2 separate regions of the Mus musculus genome follow, and region 2 is linked to region 1. Evidence: chromatin contacts called from public Micro-C data. All regions are on one chromosome and are shown on one strand. Each heading gives the region's core, a stretch centred on a gene start, on an enhancer-like site or on the middle of the called end of the contact. The rest is flanking DNA. Distances are from core to core; before and after follow the strand shown.

Region 1 (7,262 bases), core at 2,459-4,958:
ACCCAGAGGTCAACTTTCCTCGGAGGTGTGTGTGAGAGGTCCTGTTACCTCAGACGGTCCTAAGAGATGGAGCTAAGTGTCCATCCATACAACCAGCCCTGACTATCCTGCCAGGGATCCAGTCCTCAGGGCTGTGGAAACCTCTAGAACATTAGCATTGGCTACACACTCCCAAGGAACACAAGCAGATTAGCTGGGGAGAAAGGAGCTTTAGTAGCGGTCGGAGTGTTGAGAGTTCCTAGATGCCGCCAGCAAGTTCGAGGTCTGGGGTTCTAAGCCTTACAGAACCCCAAAGCAACCACCAGCAGCAGCAGAAACCCAACCACTGCTTCCAAAGAGGTTTTAGAGACATCCCCATGAAGTGCAGACATAACTACAGGGAAGCTCTGCTTCACGTCTGTGGATGGGGTTGGGGGTGGTCACGCACTTTCCGGACCCACGGCTAGAAGAACAAACGCATCCACAAAGCCATCTCCTGACAGGCAGCCTCAAGGGCTAGCACGTTGGTTGGCTTCGCTCCCTGCTCTGGTCCAGAGCTTAGGACGGAGCCTGGCATACAATAAACAATCAAAAGCAGGAGCTGAATGTGTTTCAATGCGGTCCCTTTGTAGGCAAGGGCTCCGTGGTTCAGAGCTGTTAAGTGACTTGCCCGGAGACACAGAGCAAGAAGGGACCCTTTTTCCTCCCTGGCTCTGATACAGAAGCACTTCTTGTCTACAACAGCACGGTCCTTCTTCCTCAAGTCTGCAAATCAAAGTGAGCCCCCTGCCACCTCCCCCTCACCCCGGCCTCTCTCTGTGGCCCTCAGTACTCAGAGAAGGACCTCAGCTGGATGGCCACCCCACCAAGGACTCACTTGTTTTTGCAGCCTTCACTTTAGCCACCAGTTTCTGCACGCAGGTCACGTCTCCATTCTTGACGGCAAGGATAAGGTCCTGTTCACGACCCATTCTGATTACCGGGTCAGGCTCTGGGACTTCAAGGTCCAGGAAGAAGCAAGGGACCGGCCCAGTCAAGTGTCAGTTCGCCATGCCTCAATGCTTTGGAGGACTCCTGGTCCTGGGGGAACAAGTCTGGTGTCTCAGGCAATGGGCTTCTTGTCAGGCAGAGATATAGTTCCCTCAAGGTGCTCTGGGAGCTGCCACCACAGGCAGGAAAGCCGGTCCCTGGTGGGGTGGAGGCTGTGTGGAAATCTGGCCTGAGATCAGCTTGCAGCTTCCGACAGCCCTGGAATGGGCTGGGACTGGGCCCGCCAATCTTCCTGGGTTAGCGCAGAAGCACCAGTGCCCACCCAGAGAGCAGTCAGCATTCCCTCTGGCGTGAGGCAGCAGCCAGGGACAAGTCCTGAGGGTCTGGAAAAGATACACGTCATCCAATGAAAAGCTGGGTTACAGCCAGGAACCGGGACAGAGAAGATGAGCAAGATAGAACCTCTAGGGAGTCCCAAATCACCCTAGATGCCCAAGGAGCCTTGGAGTGAGTCTAAGCCACTAACGGAGGGGAGGAAGTTTCTGTACTTGAGAGAAATATATCTCGCAAAGAAGAGAGGGGCAGCATTCAAGGAGGGAAAGGCTGGGTTGCCTATGCCCCATGGCACTGGGCAGCACCTCAACCTTGGGCAGGAGGGGCCCTGGCAGCAGGAGACACTGGTGTAGGCAGGGCCAGCAGCCCATTCTCCACAGCCCCAGGCTCTGACACCCACAGACAACAGGCGGGGCCGGGAGGTAGGGCCTGGGAGAGTGGCACGGGCAGATGGTAGGGGTCACTCCCTGTCCAAGGTGTCTGCAGCACACTCCTCACTACCAGGTCCCTAGAGGGTGGACTGGGTGCTTATGTCCCTCACTTTCTGGGGGAGATCTACCTGTTGGATCGGAGAGATCTACAGCACCTGTTGCTAATCCTTTCTCACTGCGTCTGTGGTGGGAGAGAGCAGCTGGGTAGAGATCCAGGACAGAGAGCTTGGACAGGCTGGCCAACTACCTCCCAAGCCTGAACCTGAAACCCCAACTCGACTTCCCGCACAAACCCTTAAGTCAGTTCCTCAGTGGCGGTGATTTTGTTGCCAGAATCTTGTGGCAAGAGACTCGTGCAGGCCTGGGGGCCCAGGTGGGGAACCACTCATTCCTCAGAAGTTCCAAGCCCAAGCCGGAGGGCACTCCCCCTCAAAGCCCGCGACCCGCACTGGGAGAGAGTGCTCCTGGCAGTGCCTGGGGTCGGCTGGCTCCCCCTCCCCTTGGAATGCCCCTCTAGCGCGGCGCAGCTCCCCGCAGCCAAGCCCAGATAAGGCCGACCCCGGGAACAAAGCGGCAAGAGGGACCCGGAGAGTCAAGCGTCCGAGGAATAGATAGAGGAGAACGAAAAGGGGGGCTCGAGGAAGGCGGAAGGAGCAGAGAGATGGAGGAGCCCGCCGATCAGACAAGAAAAGTTAGTTTGCGTCTGCTCTCAAGGGTCCTGACCCCTGGCCCGGGACCCGGCAGTCTCACCTCTCCCGGCCGCCCCGCCGGGGGTCCGGCTGGCTGTGCTCAGTCTCAGGCACTCTGGACTCTGGTTCTCACTGTCCCCCGCAACCCCTTTCTCCTCCTTTCCAAGGCCGGCTCGGCGCCTCCCGCAGGAAATCCCGCCCCTCCCCCCTCCCTCCCGCCGGATCGGGAGCCGGGGACCGTCCTGGCCGCACAGTTGGATTGTCAATCAACACCCTGGTCCCCGCCCCATCTTCACTAGGCCCCGCCCCCGCCAGCCAGTCCAGAGCCGAGCCACTGGTTGGATCAGCGCATGCGCGCAGGTGAAGCTGCTTAGGGGTGCAAAGTGGCGGGTGAGAGGCGGGGTGGATGAGGTTTCGTGCTGCTGTGTCCTGTCCGGGGATCCCGAGAGAACTGGGTTCTGGTCTAGATCAAAAGGTGAAGTGTGAATGTATAGGAGAGAAAATAGGATGTTTTGGCAGTTGAACCTGAGGACCCCCCCCCCCCACTAGGGGTGGGGATCACTTCCTCTTTGCCCCATCCTTTCCCGGGTTGCCCGCAGCGACCTTCGTCCACACTCAGAGACCTATAGCTGCTGGCTGGAGCAACGGTGCCACCTAGTGGTGAGCGTCAGTGCGACTCAGGATGTCACGGCGGGGACCCCAGCCTCGAGGAGGTGCTTTCGGAGTCTGGGGTGGCGATTCAGCACCAGTGTGAGCCGGACAGCGCCTCCACCCCTGGCCTTTGAACCCTGCTTCAGAGCCCCTAAGAAGAGATTTTTTTTTTTTGGCCCACCGTGAAGGAACTCCATAAGTCTTTGGTCCACTCCTAACATTCCCATATGGCCTCCAGTTTGCAAAGCTGGTGTCTGGGGGCTCACTGCTCTCCTCTCTCTACGCATCTCTTTCCTGCTGGTGGTAGGACACAAAGACATTCAGGGCTGCAGAGATGAGAGTAACATATTTGATTATCCATGCTACATCCAGTAGCCAGGTAAAGTTATACTAAAGAAGGGAGGAGCCCCCAGAAGCGCTGGAAACGGAATAGGTGAGTTTTTGCACATCTGGAAACCTGCACATCGAGCTGGGTCCCGCGGCCCGGGGTACACGTGTGCCGACAGGTGTTAGGACACACACGGGGCAGGTAGGAAGGCGCGAGGCTCGAGGGTGGCTTTATGATCCCGAGGAGCGAGCGGGTCGAAGGCGCTAGGACCGCGCGGAATGCCGGGGTGGGCGGGGCTTCGCGGTGCGCGCGCAGCCGCAGACAGCGGCCCGATGGAGCCCGAACCCGAACCCGGGTCGGTGGAGGTTCCCGCGGGGCGTGTGCTCAGGTGCTACCCGGCCCGGGGGATGGCGTGGGGTGCGTGGGACCCGGGAGCGAGCGGGGTGGCCTCTGTGCTGATCACGTGTTCCCGGCTCTCCCCAGCGCCTCGGAGCTCCGCGCCGCGCGCTCGCGGTCCCAGAAGCTACCACAGCGGTCGCATGGCCCCAAGGACTTCCTCCCGGACGGCTCGGAGGCCCAGGCGGAGCGGCTGCGCCTGTGTCGCCAAGAGCTGTGGCAGCTGCTGGCGGAGGAGCGCGTGGAGCGCCTGTGAGAGGGGCTGGGCCGGGCCGGGTCAGGCCGGGTGGGCGGAGGCCGGGGACTGCCCGTGCAGACCGAGACGCCCCTTCCCCACTCCTCGCCAGGGGCAGCTTGGTGGCCGCGGAGTGGAAACCAGAAGAGGGCTTTGTGGAGTTGACGTCTCCTGCGGTGAGCGGCCCGGGCATCTCCGCGGCTGGGGGACCCCCTTCCTCTGTCCGCTTAGCTGCTTTGTGACACTTGGTCTGCTGCCGCACAGGGGAAATTCTGGCAGACCATGGGCTACTCAGAGGAAGGACGGCAGCGACTTCACCCCGAAGAGGCTTTGTATCTGCTGGAGTGTGTAAGTGGGGTCCTGGAGGCGTGGGGAAAGGGGTCCCGACTAATGGAATGGGAAGGATACGGTTTGGTGGACCAGGAGGAATTCAGAATTATGTTTTCAGTGAAGTTATGTGTGGACTTTGAGAACAGAAGAGGATACCACTGGACAGCGGGAGTTCTAATCCTCTCATTGTTTGTCCTGGTCATGCAGTGATGCTTGAGTGTGTGGGGAAAGGGTCAGAGCCAAGAAGGTGACTGGCTTGGGCACTGCAGGAAGGGTACACAGCTAAGCTCTTGGTCCACTTCCAGGGTTCGATTCAGCTCTTCTACCAAGACCTCCCACTGTCTATCCAAGAGGCATACCAGCTGCTGCTGACAGAGGACACCTTGAGTTTCCTGCAGTACCAGGTATCTGCCTCCCAAGGTGACTCTTATTTGCCAAGTCAGTGAGTCCTGACAGGTGCCTTTGAGGCTTCGAACACAGAGCCACAAGCCAGGGCTGTAGGTGAGACAGCCTGTGATCACACGGGCTTATATTCAAATGGAGACTGTCAGGTTTGGGGGATTTGTATTGTTGATAAGTTATTAAACAACACGTGTGCCCAGAAGAGGAGATAGACTTGAAAGAGTGAAATCTCCTTTGAGGATGGTATTTGCTTATTTATTTTTAGTGCTTCTGGGAAGTGAAGCCAGCAGCCCATGCCTGCTAGCAAACACTCCAGCACTGAGCTGTATAGCCCCTACCCTCTTGTTTATGTTTTGAGATAGGGACTTTCAAAATTGCACAGGCTGGCCATGAACTCACTCTGTACCCCAGGCTGGTCATGAGTTTATGCTCAAACTCTCTAGTAGCTGGGATGACAACCTTGAACCAGCAGGCCTGGTGAGGATGATACTTAAAATGGAATGTGGTCCATGCAGTCCCAAGATTTGGAACCTAGGGCCATATAGGAGGGAGGTTTTGAGTGGTAGAGGAAATGGCTTTGTGTCACTGGTCTTTGCTACTTTGTGGGTTCTTCTTTTTCCCACCCTTTGTGCCCCCGGTTTCATCTCTTATCACTCGATAGGAGAAAAAGGAGGAGAGAGGGGAGAGAGACTCTGAGTGTAATTTCTCTCTCGTTTCTTCTTTGAGCGTTACCGACAAACTGCAGTCAACTCCGCCGAACAATCAACAACCACCAACCCCACCTTTTGGGGCCTTAGCATTTACGTACCCTCTGAAAAGTTCCCAGAGTCCCAAATATTACACAATTGCAAAAATCGATCTGCAGCTAGCAAAAACCACAGCTCTGTTCGAACAGAAAGCAAATCACGGCTGCTGTGGATGGGCCGAAGCACCCTGTGTCCCCACACCTGGGATTAAAACAAAAACATGTCTTAATATTTCTGTGTTTCTTAACGAGGCCAAGACCCCAGAATCGTCACTAAAACTTGTGTTTAGAGAAACTAGTAACTTATTTGAACAGATGGACATCTCTGCAGGCATGTTGACGTGTGTTATAATTGTAGTCCTTAAAGGTAGAGGGAGAAATACTACTTTTGAGTAGCTTGAGGCCAATCTGATGTGCATATCTCCAGGACGACTAGGGCTGCAGAGCAAGCACCTTTCAAGCAAACATACAAACAAAAAGAACACCTAAGACTTCCCTTTTTCTTCCCTTAAGGTCTTCAGCCACCTGAAGAGACTGGGCTATGTGGTTCGTCGGTTCCAGCTAAGGTAAGTCCCTTCCGCTGATTCCCATTCACTGTGCTCCTGGGGCCTTTGGCTTGAGTGCAGCTCCCTGGGGCTGAGCCAGAGGTGTTCAATAGAGAGGCATGGGGGGGATGAATTCCCTTATTGCACTTTCGCCTGGGTTGTTAACCTGGAACCCAGCTCAGCTAATGAGCCAGTATCTTCATCTCACTTCGAGCACCAAGGCAAAGAACCGCAATAGTCATCTTGTGGTATGTAGACGTGCGGGTCAGTTTGGAAAGCACGCGCATGACTGAAGGACTGGGTGAAGAGTTTATAGTTGAGGTGGTTTCACATGTCTTGTTCTGGGCTAGATGTCCCCTCATTACCAGTGTCCAGCTTTTTTTTTTTTTTTAGATTTATTTATTATTATCAATAAGTACACTTCAGATGCACCAGAAGAGGGCACCAGATCTCATTATGGGTGCTTGTGAGCCATCATGTGGTTGCTGGGATCTGAACTCAGGACGTTCAGAAGAGCAGTCAGTGCTCTTATTCCCTGAGCCATCTTGCCAGCCCAGTGTCCAGCTTTGCTGAACACCACAGCCACCTCAGACTTAGAGACTGGTGTAGACTTAGAGACTGCTGTAGCCTATGCAATTACAAAGTCTGTCCCTAAAGCTCTAAAACTCTGTGACTTTCAGTCCCTGAAAGTGGGACCTGTCCTGGGGAAACAGGCAAGGCTCTGTAGAGAAGTTCCTCCTGAGAACACATCGTCACTTAGCAATCTTACTGAGCACCTGCTAGGCCCTGACCTCACGGCTGAGCCAAATCGATCACGGTCTTACCCACCTTTTTTTTTTTTTTTTTTTTTTTTTTTTTGGTTTTTTTCGAGACACGGTTTCTCTGTGTAGCCCTGGCTGTCCTGGAACTCACTTTGTAGATCAGGCTGGCCTCGAACTCAGAAATCCGCCTGCCTCTGCCTCCCAAGTGCTGGGATTAAAGGCATGCGCCACCACCGCCCGGCTTTACCCACCTTTTATATAGTAAGGAACACCCCAAAATAGTAAAATTGGTATTTGGAAAGCGTCAAGGCGCAGCCATGGAGACCTACCCACACACACTGGTTTATCCTCCTTTTTTTTTTTTTTCAAATATTTATTTATGTTATGAATGTGAGTATGCTATAGCTGTCTTCAGAACAGGGCATGGGATTCCATTACAGATGGCTG
Region 2 (6,514 bases), core at 1,830-4,329, 620 kb after region 1:
CACCACACAAGGATGTTTCTCTTATTAGCTGCTGTATCATCCCTAGCTCTGTGGTCCTGCCATTGATGTAACAAGGATTTTGTTCTCTCGGAGGCTACCAGTTGTGTTTCATTTGTTATTAATGGCATGTTTTTATTGCAGTGTTTCACTGGCCTTGTATTGTCCTCTCAGATTAAGATAATAACACCTTCGGTTAATAATACCTTGCACTTGATTCGCTTTCATCTCCACAGCTCAAAGTCCTCAACAAACATGACCTCATCCATTCTTCCCCGCTCCCGCCCAGGAGCCCCGGAGCCCCCGAGCCCCGCCCCGGAGCCCCGAGCCCGGGGAGTGGGGGGGTAGGGGCTCAGTGGTGCTCCTTCGGCTCCTAGCCATTCATCTTCAACCAGATTCTCAGAAGCCTTAAGTATTGATTAAGCCCTTCCACCTGTCAGGACCACAGATCACACGCTTATTTCTGGAGCTCTTCCTGCCTCCTCTTGGGATGACCTTCGCCCACAGAAGATCACCTGAGCTCCAGCCCCTCAGGCTTAGGAGGCTTGCCCGCTCTTCCCAGCAGTCCACAGCTGGGTCTTGCACCGGGTAAACATTAGCTGATCCTTAGAGATTAGTTGCCTTAATGTCCAGGAAACAACAGATTTTTCAGTTTTTATCTTCCTTGAGAGCTGGATAATTCTTTACATAGCCTAGGCTAGCCTACAAGTCCTAATCCTCCCGCCTCAACCACCCAGATGCTGGGAATTACAGACCTTCATGTACCCCCATAGTAGCGGGTGTGGGAACTTTTTAATGAAGACCTGGAGGCTATAGGCACGTTCTCTTAAAATGTCTGTGTCCAAAGTCGACTTTGCTACTCACCGCCCCGGCATGCTGGACACCTGTAGGTACTTGTGAATACCTGCAGCCCACAATGACAGTGCTTCCTTGTTCTAGGGCAGCTCTTGGCCCGAGATCCCTGGAAGTGCAGGCTGCTGGCTGTGCCTTTGTATTTTCACTTTGCAGTTACCTTGGGGGAGCAGGGAAAGACCTTGAAACTCTACAGGGGCCACCTAGCCTACACAACCACATCTCTGCATTCAAGCAACCCGTGATAAAATAATATCAGGACAGAAAATTGTATCGGTACAGACTTTTTTCTTTTTTTAAACATGCACAGATTTCCCCTCCCTATTTCTTGAACAATACAGTACAACTATTAGTGCTTACGTTCTATTAGGTATTATAAGGCATTTTAGAGGTTATGTACAATATATGAGGCTGTGTAGGGGTTATGTACAAACGCTATGCTGTGTTATGCTATGCTACATAAAAGAAGTTGAGTGTCAACAGCTTTAGGGGACCCTGAAACACGGCTGGGGGGGGGGGGTCTATACTTGACTTCCCAGGCACACTTACAGCCTCAGCCCGTGGGCGTTTTGGGGATATCTAAAGATAATTATAGTACTCCTACCCCTTCAAAACAAACAAACAAAACAGAAGACAAAAGAAACAAGATTAACTCATCCTTGCGCCCAAAGCTTTTTGTTCTCTTCTTGTGGAGCTGGGGAGGTAGCCGGGGCTTCTGGTAGGCTAGGAGAGCTCTCCAGCCAGCTGTGCATTCATTGGTGTGCAAACATCAGTTGTAACCTTATTCTTAGCTAGATACTTTCTAAAAAACGGGCAAGTTCTCTTAAAGAGAACATTTAGTCCTTTTAGGTAAAATAAAAAGAGTTCAGTGAGTAAAGGCGCTTGCTGCCAAGTTTGTCAACCCCAGTCTGGTTTTACACCCACACCATGGAAAGCGACTCTCACTGCCTCTGCCTTCACTGGCAAAGAAATAGAAGTGAGGTTTGCTTTCTTCTGTTCTGTCCTTCTGTTCTGCACACCCTAACTAGTTAGAACCTTCGCTGTAATTAGTTCTGATGAAAAACAGTATATGTCTTCCTGAAACAGGAGCCTTCACAGTAAATTCCCAATCCGATCCTCCAGATCAGGGTGGAAACAGTTCCTGCCCGCTCCCCATGGTCTAGAATCCTTGGATAAGTGGGGCTCTTATACCATGTGTCATTTTTTCCTACCAGCCAACTTCACCATCTTGTGTACCTTAAATCATCTTTAGGTCACTTTAATACCCAATACAATGTAAGTTTCATGTGAATAGATGTATCAATGTCCTCTTGATCAGGGAATAATGACAAAGAAAATGTCTTCATGCTGAAAACAGGTACTTTTTTTTTTTTTTTTTTTTTTAAAGCATAAGGTTTTTAAACCCCGAGGCTGGATTATGCAAAGCATGCCCTGGCACTGGCTATTCCCCCCCACCCCCGTGTGTGTGTGTGTGTGTGTGTGTGTGTGTGTGTGTGTGTGTGTGTGTGTGTTTGGAGAGTTTCTCTATGTAGCCCTGCTGGCTGTCCTGGAACTAACTCACCATGTAGGCAAGACTGGCCTCGAACTCAGAGCTATCCGAATGCCTCTACCTCCCACTGAGCCCTGAAATTAAAACCATGTGGTCACTACGCCTGGTTCTTTTGTGTTGTTTTGTTTTGTTTTGTTTTGTGGTGTTAAGAAATTGAACCCAGGATCTGTCTGCCATGTTTCAAAAGTTTTCTTTTTCTTTTCTTTTTTTTTTAAGAGAGACTGTTTAGAAGCTATTTAAAAATTTAAATACTCTTGAGAGTCGAGTAGCTGCGAAGGTTCTGTGTGTTTTCTATTTTGATCGTTCTGTTTCTCGAGATGACCACATCTTTCAGAGGAAATGAGTCAAAGCCACTCCGTCTTGCTTTTCCAGCTGAGCATGTTCAGTTTCAATGAAGTAATGAATGAACTTGGCCAGCACCACCCCCACGCCTACAACAGCAAACACTGATGACCTCCACCAATCAGAACGCGGTCAGGGTTTTCGAGTTGAGTTCAAACAGGCCTACGGTAGGCCAATCAGCGCATCACGCCCCGCCTCCCGATGGCGGCCCCAGCCAACCACCAACTCGGAGGAGCCAAAACACGGAGGCTGGCCAATGCCGGGGTGCCCCCGCGGCACCGACTCCGCCAATGGGCGCGGCCAGGCGAGGAGAGAAACAGAGCGGCCGGGCCCGCCGCAGGATTCGAATCGAACGTCCGTGTGGGAGCCGGCGGCTGGCTGGGCTGCGCGTGGGCCAATCAGCGGCGTCGGCTCACGGCCCCCGAACGTTGGGCCTGGCGGCCCCGCCCCGCGCTGTTGTTTGCGGCGTCGGCGCGGCCGCGCGAGCCGAACCACAACATTCGCCGGGCGGCGGCGGAGCTGCGAGCGTGAGCCCGGGGCGGCCGCCCAGCGCCATGTCGGTGAACACGGACGAGCTGCGGCACCAGGTCATGATCAACCAGTTCGTGCTGGCCGCGGGCTGCGCGGCCGATCAGGCGCAGCAGCTGCTGCAAGCGGCGCACTGGCAGTTCGAGGTGTGCACCGGGCCGGGGTCGGGAGCGCGCGTGGGAGCCGGGGGCCGCGTAGGGGGGCCGCGGCGGGGGGGGGGGGGGCCGGGGCGGCCAGGCCTCGCTCACGCCGCTGCGTCCCGTATTTTGTCCGCAGACCGCCCTAAGCACGTTCTTTCAAGAAAGCAACATTCCCAACAGCCACCACCACCCGCAGATGGTAAGTGTTCCCCAGGGCCGCGGAGGGGGCGCTCGGTGCGGCAGGGTCGCTGTCAGCCGCGCCGGTGACAGCCATGTTGCCGGGGAGCGGCGCGCCGCGAATGTAAACAAAGAGCCAAAATGTCTTCCAGGAAAGAGCGCTCCCAGGCCGGCGCTGGCTCGCCCAACTTTGGGACCCGCCTCCAGGCCGCTGGATCGGGGCCTGAGGCCCTGTGCTGGGCGCTGTGCCCTGGGTGTAAGGGCCTTGGTGTTGGGGAGGTGGGGGTAGAAGGAAGGGAAGACGGCTTCCAGCAGGATGTTGCGATTCTGATAGCAGAGGATGGGGAAGGGGCTCGAGGATAACCAGACCTTTGGGGACTTCGGGGTGGTGGGGGACTGAGGGATTTGTGTCTTGATGCAAAACACACACACACACACACACACACACACGACTGAGGTAGGGATTTGTGTCTTGGTGCAACAAACACAGCCGTGTGCACACACACACACACACACACACCACCCACCCACCCAGTGCTGCAGGAAGCAGGGGAGGGATAGATCCACCCTGGCTCCGGAAGTCCAACTCTACCCACAAAGGTAGGCTGGCCCTTCCAAAGCCTCCAGGGAACATAACCTTTATGGAGGATATACAGATTTATATACCTAAGGTGAGGCCAAGAATTTCTTTTAATCTCAGTATGTTAAGAAACAAAACAGTCCAGGAAATAGTTCTTGGAGCCTGGATTTGTCCTCTTCCAACTTGGCTCCAGGCTAGAGCCTTTGCCCTCTGGCCAGTGGGTACCCTGCTTTCCTGAGGCCAGGCACATCCCTTCTCTGCTCTAACTCCTAGTTAGCTATTAGCTCCAAACGTGTAGGAGGGCCTGAGCCCAGGAGAGGGGTGGTAAAACATTATTCCCTAAGAGATCTGCCATTGGACTTTTTTGTTTTTTTTGGTGTCCTTGTCCCCAGGAGACAAGACTACATGTGGATCTTCTGCTGTATCTTGTTCTCAGCACTTTTTTCTTCTGACAAAAACGAGCCGCCCCCCCCCCTCCCCGCGTGGTGGCGCACGCCTTTAATCCCAGCACTCAGGAGGCAGAGGCAGGCAGATTTCTGAGTTCGAGGCCAGCCTGGTCTACAGAGTGAGTTCCAGGACAGACAGGGCTACACAGAGAAACCCTGTCGCGAAAAACAAAAAAAAAAAACAAAAACAAACAAAAAACGAGGGGGGATGCTCAGGAAGGAGAGTCTGCCTCAGTTTAAACTAGCTCTCAACATTTGGAGTAAGATTGGAAAATGAATGATGCTGTGGGCCCCAGCCACTGCGGCCAAGCTCTTAGAAAATTCAGGTGGGATTCATCATGCCCAAGACCCCCTCCTACATCCAGCCATCCAGACCTCCAGCTTCCTAGACCTGGGAGTCTTCTGCTTTCATCCTGCTCAGTGTCTTCCTATGCACAAGACTATTCAGAAAAGCATAGCCATGCTGAAGGGCCTGGAACAAGGAAGCCAGCAAGCCCCAGCTTGAACTGGATTCCCTCCCTTCCCCCACCTTTGTCAATCTGTGTGTGTGTGTGTGTGTGTGTGTGTGTGTGTGTCTGTCTGTGAGTGTCTGTGAGTCTGTGTGTTCTCCTTGGAAGCTTCCCTTGGGAGACTGCTGGTTTTGTAACTCAGACGTTATAATCAGCACACCCAGGAGGGACCTGTGCTGGAGGCCTCGCCTGCACAGTAGGGAACAGCAGCCCTGTTCTGAGAGTCAGTCCAGTTTTTAAGACAAAATAATTAGAAAACTTAAATAAAAACATTGAAGCCAGCACTTGGGAGGTTAAGGCAGCAGGATGGCTGTGAACTCTAGGTCAGCCTGGGCTATCTAGCTGCATACTGTCTCAGATAAATACTTTATATGAAGAAAAGTCAACACAAAGTGGTGATAACTGCTAAACGATTGTCCTGTAGATTGCCAGCCACAGTTGGAAGGCTGTCACAGATGATAAGGGTCCTCAGTTGTATGAGGGGGGGGGGGCAAGAAGGCATTCGTAGGGAGAGGGGAAACGGCCATGACAGGGGCTCAGAATTGAGATTATAGGAGGGGCTTTAGGAAATGGAGTTCAAGCCTTGCTTTCACCAATGCTGTAGGCCTAGAGACCTGTCTGAGCTGCCCCCAGGCAGGTGGGTACAGTCCCCTTTAACCCTCTAGGCTGTTCTCTGGAGAAGAGACCTGGCCTCTCTGGCTTGGTTGACTGGGGAAGTCGGTCACGATGCTGTGATGCAACTGGCCTCCACCCTCAACCCCCCATTCATTGTTTCCTGCTGCCGAGAAGTCATGGGGGTGGGCAGGGAATCATGAGAGGAGGGAAGTGTCTGGGTGGGGCCAGACCTGCCTAAGGCCAAAGGCCTTCCCTTCAGGGCCTTGGAGCAGACAATGTTCAGAGTCCCCTAAGAGCTGATGTGGCACAGCCTCAGTGGGGGTGGGGGGGTCCCTGCCCCAGGCTCTGGCTTTGCTTTAACTAAAATGATAAAGCTTTAGCATCCTGTCCTGTGTCTCAGCACCCCACCCCCAGTGCCCTGTGCCTTGGGGAGGAGCCAGTGCTGCTAAAATTAGGAGAAGTTGAAAGGACTCCCTGGCCTCCTGAGGGAGAAGCAGCTTTGAGGTCAGAACTAGCCCCTGTAGGTCCTGGGCTCTGACCCACCTGTCTCCTAGGAGTGTGCCGCTGGCATCTGGAGCTGGCATGGCTGTTGCGTGTTTGGATTAGGAGCCCAGACCCGAGGAGGCACTTAACCCTGACTGCAGCTGGGCTCAGGCTTCAGGGCCTGGGCCTGGGCCTGGACACCTGCCTTGGGTGCATGTTCAATTGTGACTGACCCTTGGGCGTCAGCCTCCTCCTCTGTGTTACAGAAAGAATAACTGAGCTAACCAGATCCGCAC

Evidence for each region. Hi-C and Micro-C count contacts between places; a contact is called where the count stands out from the background.
Region 2: a Micro-C map of embryonic stem cells shows a contact between it and region 1, with 2.1 times the contacts expected there. The contact joins the promoter of Ubald2 here to the promoter of Tsen54 in region 1. A contact is called at or near these places in 1 of 484 Hi-C or Micro-C datasets (embryonic stem cells) and 2 of 115 datasets of contacts at active chromatin or transcription factors (embryonic stem cells and pancreatic cancer cells).

The regions. Positions count from the first base shown.
Region 1 is chr11:115,811,031-115,818,292 of GRCm38.p6, forward strand. It overlaps Tsen54 (tRNA splicing endonuclease subunit 54), which reads left to right and starts at 3,709. Exons shown (of 11, transcript NM_029557.1): 1 at 3,709-3,789; 2 at 3,885-4,049; 3 at 4,145-4,208; 4 at 4,297-4,380; 5 at 4,668-4,766; 6 at 6,023-6,075. The coding sequence starts at 3,734. It overlaps Caskin2 (CASK-interacting protein 2), which reads right to left and starts at 2,562. Exons shown (of 20, transcript NM_080643.2): 1 at 2,484-2,562; 2 at 857-1,352. The coding sequence starts at 950.
Region 2 is chr11:116,431,015-116,437,528 of GRCm38.p6, forward strand. It overlaps Ubald2 (UBA-like domain containing 2), which reads left to right and starts at 3,080. Exons shown (of 3, transcript NM_176902.3): 1 at 3,080-3,414; 2 at 3,545-3,607. The coding sequence starts at 3,295.